2 separate regions of the Danio rerio genome follow, and region 2 is linked to region 1. A link is a contact called in public HiChIP or PLAC-seq data. All regions are on one chromosome and are shown on one strand. Each heading gives the region's core, a stretch centred on a gene start, on an enhancer-like site or on the middle of the called end of the contact. The rest is flanking DNA. Distances are from core to core; before and after follow the strand shown.

Evidence for each region. HiChIP or PLAC-seq counts read pairs in DNA pulled down with a chosen protein or histone mark.
Region 2: an H3K4me3 HiChIP or PLAC-seq map of gastrula embryo shows a contact between it and region 1, with 3 times the contacts expected there. The contact joins the promoter of cfap44 here to the promoter of topaz1 in region 1. A contact is called at or near these places in 2 of 4 datasets of contacts at active chromatin or transcription factors (embryo and gastrula embryo).

The regions. Positions count from the first base shown.
Region 1 is chr19:51,316,619-51,320,298 of GRCz12tu, forward strand. topaz1 (testis and ovary specific TOPAZ 1) reads left to right here and starts at 1,616. Exons shown (of 19, transcript XM_073931970.1): 1 at 1,616-1,698. It overlaps si:ch73-359m17.2, which reads right to left and starts at 2,524. Exons shown (of 7, transcript NM_001083874.1): 1 at 2,131-2,524; 2 at 218-290. The coding sequence starts at 287.
Region 2 is chr19:51,432,185-51,435,754 of GRCz12tu, forward strand. It overlaps cfap44 (cilia and flagella associated protein 44), which reads right to left and starts at 2,023. Exons shown (of 34, transcript XM_073931981.1): 1 at 1,798-2,023. The coding sequence starts at 1,915. It overlaps ctnnb2 (catenin, beta 2), which reads left to right and starts at 2,113. Exons shown (of 16, transcript NM_001001889.1): 1 at 2,113-2,242.

The sequences.
Region 1 (3,680 bases), core at 366-2,865:
ATTAATCTACAGACAATTGGGCTTTGTTTGAGGGAAACTGAAGCACCCGGAGGAAACCCACACCAACACGAGGAGAACATGCAAACTCCACACAGAAACGCCAACTGACCCTGCCGAGGCTCGAACCAGTGACCTACTGGTTGTGAGGTGAAAGTGCTACCCACTGTTCCCCCATGCAGCCCTCATGTATAAATGTGAATAATAAATGTGAACTCACCCGGCGCCACATCAGTGACACACAACCCCAAGAGCAGAGCGAGCCACAACATCACAGGTTCACCCATCATGATCTGAGACACCGTCACAACAAACATCACAGATAATTAGACATCATAAAATCACACTTAATGAAGATTATAAAACAGTGAGAAACAAACTGATGATCAAATAACTAAAATATATATTAACTACAGCTTGCTGGATTAGTCAAATGATATTGAAAATAAAGCTTCATTAATATTCATACCTGTCTGTCCTCGAGTGGTAAAGAGTGCTGATCTACATCAGCTTTATGGAAGAGTCTACAGTAAAATATATATATATATATATATAGATGCAAATGTGCACAAACATGCGGTGAAATCAGATAAATATCTCAGCAGTCACTGCTGTTTCAACACCAACAGGTCATCGAGTGTGTTCTTCTCTATTTAACAGTTCATCTCAGATGGCCAGAGATATAGGAGATACAGAAGTTCACTTGTGTCATAGCAGCAGCAGATTACCACAGAATATAAACTTGTGTGCATAATAATAATAAACTTAAGTGCTCTTCATATCATCTTTAATTAATCTGCTTAGGTTTTCATTTAAACATTTTAGATTTTAGTAAATAATGCAAACAAACAATATTTGTGTGTTGATGCACACTGCATTATTTCTATACAAAGATTTTGTCAAAACAGCATTTCAGAGATAAACTGGCAATAAGTCCAGCACATCACAGCACACAGAACACTCTTCATTTATCCATGCAGTAAATAAATAATGTGCACGAGATTAGCAGTGCTTTAAATGCTAAAACATCTCACAAAATCCCCTAATATACATTCTTACACTTTAAATAGCCACAAATGCATTGTGGAACAATTGTGCTTGCTCTCATGCACACACACAAACACTTGTTTTACTATCTTAGTGAGGACACTGCCCATGACTTCCTTCGTATTTCTGTCTGGATGAACTCTACTCATAAACAACCCTCACAGGAAAAAAGTGCATGATCATTATAAAGTAACAAAAGCCCGCTCTGGCTGATTGATACGTGTTTTAATTAGTGAAAATGTCAACACTTTATATTTCACTATATAAGTGAGGACAATTAAATTCACAAGTATACACACACACACACACACACACACTGTAAGCAATAAGTATGATGATCATATTAGTTCAGTTCTGTCAACACTGCACTGACTCTTAATGAACATGGTATAAATTAAAAAATAATCAAAAACATTGACGAGATGGAAACAGAACTGATCCTATTTGTAATATGTCATTTGTTTGTGTTTTCATGTAAAGTGAGTGCCACTTGAATGTAAACAGCACTAGTGCAGTGTGTGAATGCGCCACGCGGCGGCGGTGTGTTTCCCACTGACCGCTCGATCACGCTGAGCTCCATTGCGCATGCCTGACACGGAGATTGGACGTGGGAGTGTGTTTAATTCTATTAGTAATAAACAGTGACGCGGACAGGTATTGAGGAACAACTATTTAATCAATAGTCTCTTTATAAAACACTGGCTGTCGACGTACTATACGTCTGTTTGTATAACCGCTTGAGTTTTATTTTCATCGCGTCAGACGCACGTTTCTCCGTTCACGCGCTCGTCATCTAAGTTACTCGTCCGTTGCTTCCGTTGATGTTGTTTGATTCTCAGAATCGGTTGTGTTGAATCCATCAGTCGGTTTAGTGTCTGAAAGCTGATATTTGTGACACTGAGAAGTTTTAAGTCGTTTATTCCGCCACAGGTGCGGTTTTATCGTTCGCGCATGCGTCAGAGATGTTCCCGTGTGGCACGAGGATCAAACTGAAGCGGGACTCGTTTAAACCGGAGAATAAACCGGAGCCGAATAAACGGCGATGGACCGGATCTAACGTTAAACCCGTGTGTGCTGTGAATCCACCTGTGGACGGCGGCTCTCCGAAACCGGCAACAGCTGATCCAGGTACAGTCTCCTCCAAAGTGAGTGTTATTACCGGAGCAGATCCCGAGGCTATGCCGGCCTCCAAAAACCGGTTATCCGAACATAAACGCGAAATCTTCTGCCGGTTGCGTTTAGCGTTGTGCTTCGCCAGAAACAAACCGCGAAATGGCGGGAAGCGCGTGATTGTCGGCCCAACGGACGCGCATGCGCTCTCCGTTATAAACAGCGTCGAGTCTGGTAACGTTAATGTTTCCGTCGAACCGCCAGAACTCATTCCGCCCGCGCGACAATCGGTAAAACACGGCGCTCAGAACACACTCTCGCGGCCGACCGTGCCTCGGCGGGAAAAGGGAACACAGAGGAGACTGTTTGCCGGTGAGGCGAAGACCGCCATCAGGACGGAAGCGCGCAGAAGTCGCGCGAGTTTAACCGGAAGGACAAGTGCAAGTAAGAGACACATTTGAGCAACACACCTTTACCTGCTGTTTAATTGACTGAGGTAAACAAACACTGACTGTCACTGCAGACAGAGAGAGAGTTCACATCTGATAAAATATCCATTCACAGAAGTGATCTCTCGTGTTTTCCCGCCCTCCTGCTGTCAGATGATAATGCCGATCAGTGTTTAATAATCAATAGACGGATATACTGATGGAGATCATCCACTGAGCTGAATATCAGCTGCTTTCGTCATCGATAAAGAATTTTTATTTTATTTCTGACCTGCTCACTATTGTAAGTTTGTTTTCTTCTCAATTAATAGACCTGAATTTCAATTAACCTATTTACAGACTTAGAATGAAGGTCAGAATCGTAAATGTGAGTTTGGGAGTTTGTAGACTTGCGGTGATGCACCCGCAGCTATGACTATTGTTCAAGAAACTGCAGGTTTGCCAAAGGAAAACACTCATATTAATGTGGAATGGCATGAGGGAGAGTGAACCATGAGGAAGACTCCGCCTAGCTTACTGTATTTGATTTAAAGAGACAGTTCACCAGTAAATAAATAACCCAAATGTTCTACACCTGTTCAAGTTTCTTCAATTTCATTTCTTACTTAACATTTTTTGTCTTGTTTCTAGTCCAAATGTCTACATGTCAGAGTGAAAACAAGATTATTTCACGACCTCACTGTAGATAATTTCCTTAATTTATTCAATCATTCATTTTCTTGTCGGCTTAGTCTCTTTATTATTCAGTGGAATAAACCACCAACGTATCCAGCATATGTATTACTCAGCTAATGCCCTTCCAGCTGCAACACTTCACTAGGAAACACCCATACATACTTATTCACACACACACTCGTACACTAATTCCAGTTAGGGATGCAACAATTAACTGGTTTCACTATTAACCGTGATTTGATTCGTCACGGTTAATTAATCGTAACGGCTTCTCAACACCGCATTTCTGTACAGAAAAAAACTGCAGCAACTAAACAAAGTTATACCAACTGTGGACTAGTTTGTACACCAAGACTAATAACCACACACACTGGACTAACTATGACGGGGGATATTAACTAA
Region 2 (3,570 bases), core at 773-3,272, 120 kb after region 1:
TGCTCCTCCACATCCAGAGAAGTCAGCTGAGGTGGCTCGGGCATCTGTTTCTGATGCCTCCAACGCCTACCTAGAGAGGTGTTCCAGGCACGTCCCATCTGGAGGACCCAGGACACGCTGGAGGGACTATGTCTCTCGGCTGGCCTGGGAACGCCTCGGAATCCCCCCGGAGGAGCTGGAGGAAGTGTCTGGGGAGAGGGAAGTCTGGGGTTCTCTCCTAAGACTGCTGCCCCCGCGACCCGGCCCCGCAAAAGCGGCAGAAGATGAATGAAAGAAAAATAATGAAAACAGAATAACGAGTTTAGTGAATCACTGCAGTCACAGCAGAGAAAACACACACTCGAGACAAAACACAGCAGTGTGTGTGTGTGTGTGTGTGTTCCTGTAATAGTTGCGTTCGCACTGAGCGCTCCTACACTCTGCTTTTCATTATCCGGGCTGCTGTTTATTGTTTATCGCAGAGAAAATAAAACTGGCGAATCTGACGTTTCACAACAAGACTGACGCCAGTGAAAGATATTTCCTAAAACCACAGAGTGTGTGTGTGTGTGTGTGTGTGTGTGTGTGTGTGTGATGATACAGTTTACTGTAAATTACGCAAATCTAAAACACAGATGATGATGTGTCGTTTGTGAAATATTCCTCCAGATGATGGAGCAGAACTCTGCTGTCAGCGCTCCTCATGCTTTACTCCTGAGCTTCTGTCTTGTGTAGTGGAGGCCGGCTGCTGTAGTGTGTGCAGGTGAAGCTCACTCCTCTGACCTGTACAGCTGCTCCATAGCAACAGAAGCTGCTGGTCACTGTCTTCAGCCTCCACCAGTTCCATCCCAGCTCAGAGCGGGTGGGTGCAGTGGGACGGGTGGGTTCGCTCATCCGGGATGGGAGTGATGTTTAGGGTTGTAATGAAGGCCAGCTAGAGCAGTGTTATCCAGGTTAACCTCACTCCTTATTGATTTATTGGCTTTACTGATATATGAAAATAAAACTTTGACTATTATAAACGTGTTTTAAGTGTTAACATGAACAGTGGCAAAACATGAGTTTAGGGAATTTTATGTTTATCTTTGATTGTAGCAAATATACAACATAAACAAAAGCTCAATATGTACACGGTCTGCACTTGTCAGTGCATTAGTGTTCTGCTAGAGTTAGAGTTTTACAATCAGTGTTGACATTATTATACATTCATTCATTTTCCTTCGGCTTAGTCCCTTATGTATCAGGGGTCGCCTGTGTCACATGTGTTTTACAACCCAGTGCTGGGAAACACCCATACACACTCATTCACACACACACTCATACACTACGGCCAGTTTAGTTAATCAATTCCTCTATAGCGCATGTGTTTGGACTGTGGGGGGAACCGGAGCACCCGGAGGAAACCCACACCAACACAGGGAGAACATGCAAACTCCACACAGAAACACCAACTGACCCAGCCGAGACTCGAACCAGAGACCTTCTTGCTTTAAGGCCGTTTATTATTAATACTACTATTAAAATATCAAGTGTTAATATTGACAGAAATATAGTCATGATCAGAGCATGCATGAGCAATAATCAGTGTTCAGTGCTCCTCATGATTTACTATGAAGGATATGAGGATGGTAAATAAACTTTCAACTTTATTTAGTTCAGAGCATGTTTAAGTTGCTCAAAGTGTTGTACAGAGATATAAAGGCAAATAATGAAGGAATAAAGTAAAAAATAAGCAATAATAGCGACATGAGTAAGTAAGAGCGCATGTGAAGGCGCAGGAGAGAGCTGAGCTCAGATGTTTCTCCTCAATAATCTCACCTTTGTATCCGTTCAGAAGGAGATCCACATTCCAGCCTAATGACCGCACCTCGCCCTTCCTGGAGCCACTGTATGCCTCCGCGCATTCCACTCTCCCGGCGTCTCTGCAGATTGTCATCACAATCCTGACCCGGGCTTTCGGTGCTGTCAAGCATTTATTGATTATTACCGTGTCCGTGTGATGCTGTCGCTCGGCGTCACTCACCGGGGACGGAGCCACCGCCGCGCTCTAATTTTCCGGCGGCGGAAGGACACACGAGCTGCATTCCTCGTATAAGAGCTGGGTCCGAGCGCCGCCATTTTAAGAAGTGGAGAAGGGAGAGCGGAGAGAACTGACGCACCGTGACCGGAGAGAATAACGAGAAACACCGGTGGATTCACTGCTTACAAGACACCAACGAGAAGGTCAGGCTCCACGGCCGCTGCACGGAGCTCTCCGGTTCAGGTAAGATTGAGTGCTGAATGCGGGAGGGGCGAGCACCCGGGGCTGCTCAGGGTTCACCGCTTGCTTTACCGTGACGCTTTTTGGTCATCACCGGTGTCTGACTGCAGGTTTGTGCGGGACACACGGAGACTTTACGGTGTTTATTTACGGTGGCTGACAGCGGCTAATGTTAGCGAGCTAGCCTTCATTCAGTCAGTGCTGTGGCTCCGGCTGATGAAGTCACAACCTGATGACCAATAATAAACACTATCAGCAGGAGCCGCAGATCAATGAGGAGGATGAGGATGATGATGAATAAACTAATCACTGATCTGCAGCATTAATGAACACGCTCATGCTCTCACTGTGGCGCTCTCATTGAGATTTTCCTCTTTGTTGGAGTCTGGTCCTGATTTAGCAGCAGTTTCTCTCCTTCAGCGGTTTTGTGTGTCATAATAACTCATTAAACACCTCGAGGATTGATTAACGTCATATAATAGTGAAGTGTGGGCTGAGCTGTGGAGTTTGGGTTTTGCTGAAACTAATGTTAGTCCAGTTAAAGTGTCAGCTGTAAGTGAATTAGCCTATGATAATCGGTATTCTTGTATATTTTTTATATCTATAATAATAATAACAGAGCTTGTCCTGCCACACAGCTTCATTTATTTGCGCTTAGCTTGTAGAAATGTGATGTGAAATTCAGAAATTCTGTGTTTTGTTCTGAAGTTCTGCTGTTGAATTCAGATTGTCGGCGGCGCGCGTTATGTCCAGCTCGTGCACGCGCTCCGCGGGCTTCACTCTGGTCCGCTTTCTGAACTCTTCTTTGAGCTGCCCTCACCGAGACAAAGATGCATTCCTGCGTGTTTGAGGAGGGCTCGGGTGTCTGAGCTCCAGGACAGCTGCTTCACACACTGCAGCCGGTGGAAACTGAACTGTCGAAACTTTTCCACGATTACGAGTCTGTGATTCGCGTGTGTGCGGGAAAAACCCTCCGCGTGTGTGTGTGTGTGTGTGTGTGTGTTTAAAAACAACAGCGGTTTCCCTTCCAAACACGCGGAGATGATGTGAAACGGCCGGCTATGAAAGAAAATAAGGTGATGCAGTGCGCCGGCAAGTGTTTTTCAGCCACTGATAAACTTCCGGTGAAAGCTGGATACGACTTTTCAACTCCGTCAGGTTCCGTTTACAGTGTCTAAAATGACATTTAATTAAGATTAGAGCTACACAATTATCACGGTAATCGCATATTTGATATAAGTATTGCACGCATGTTTATTTTTTGCATTGGTTTGCCTAAACTTGACCATTTTGATGGGTCTATACTATTTTCAGCTCCACCCCACAGTAGT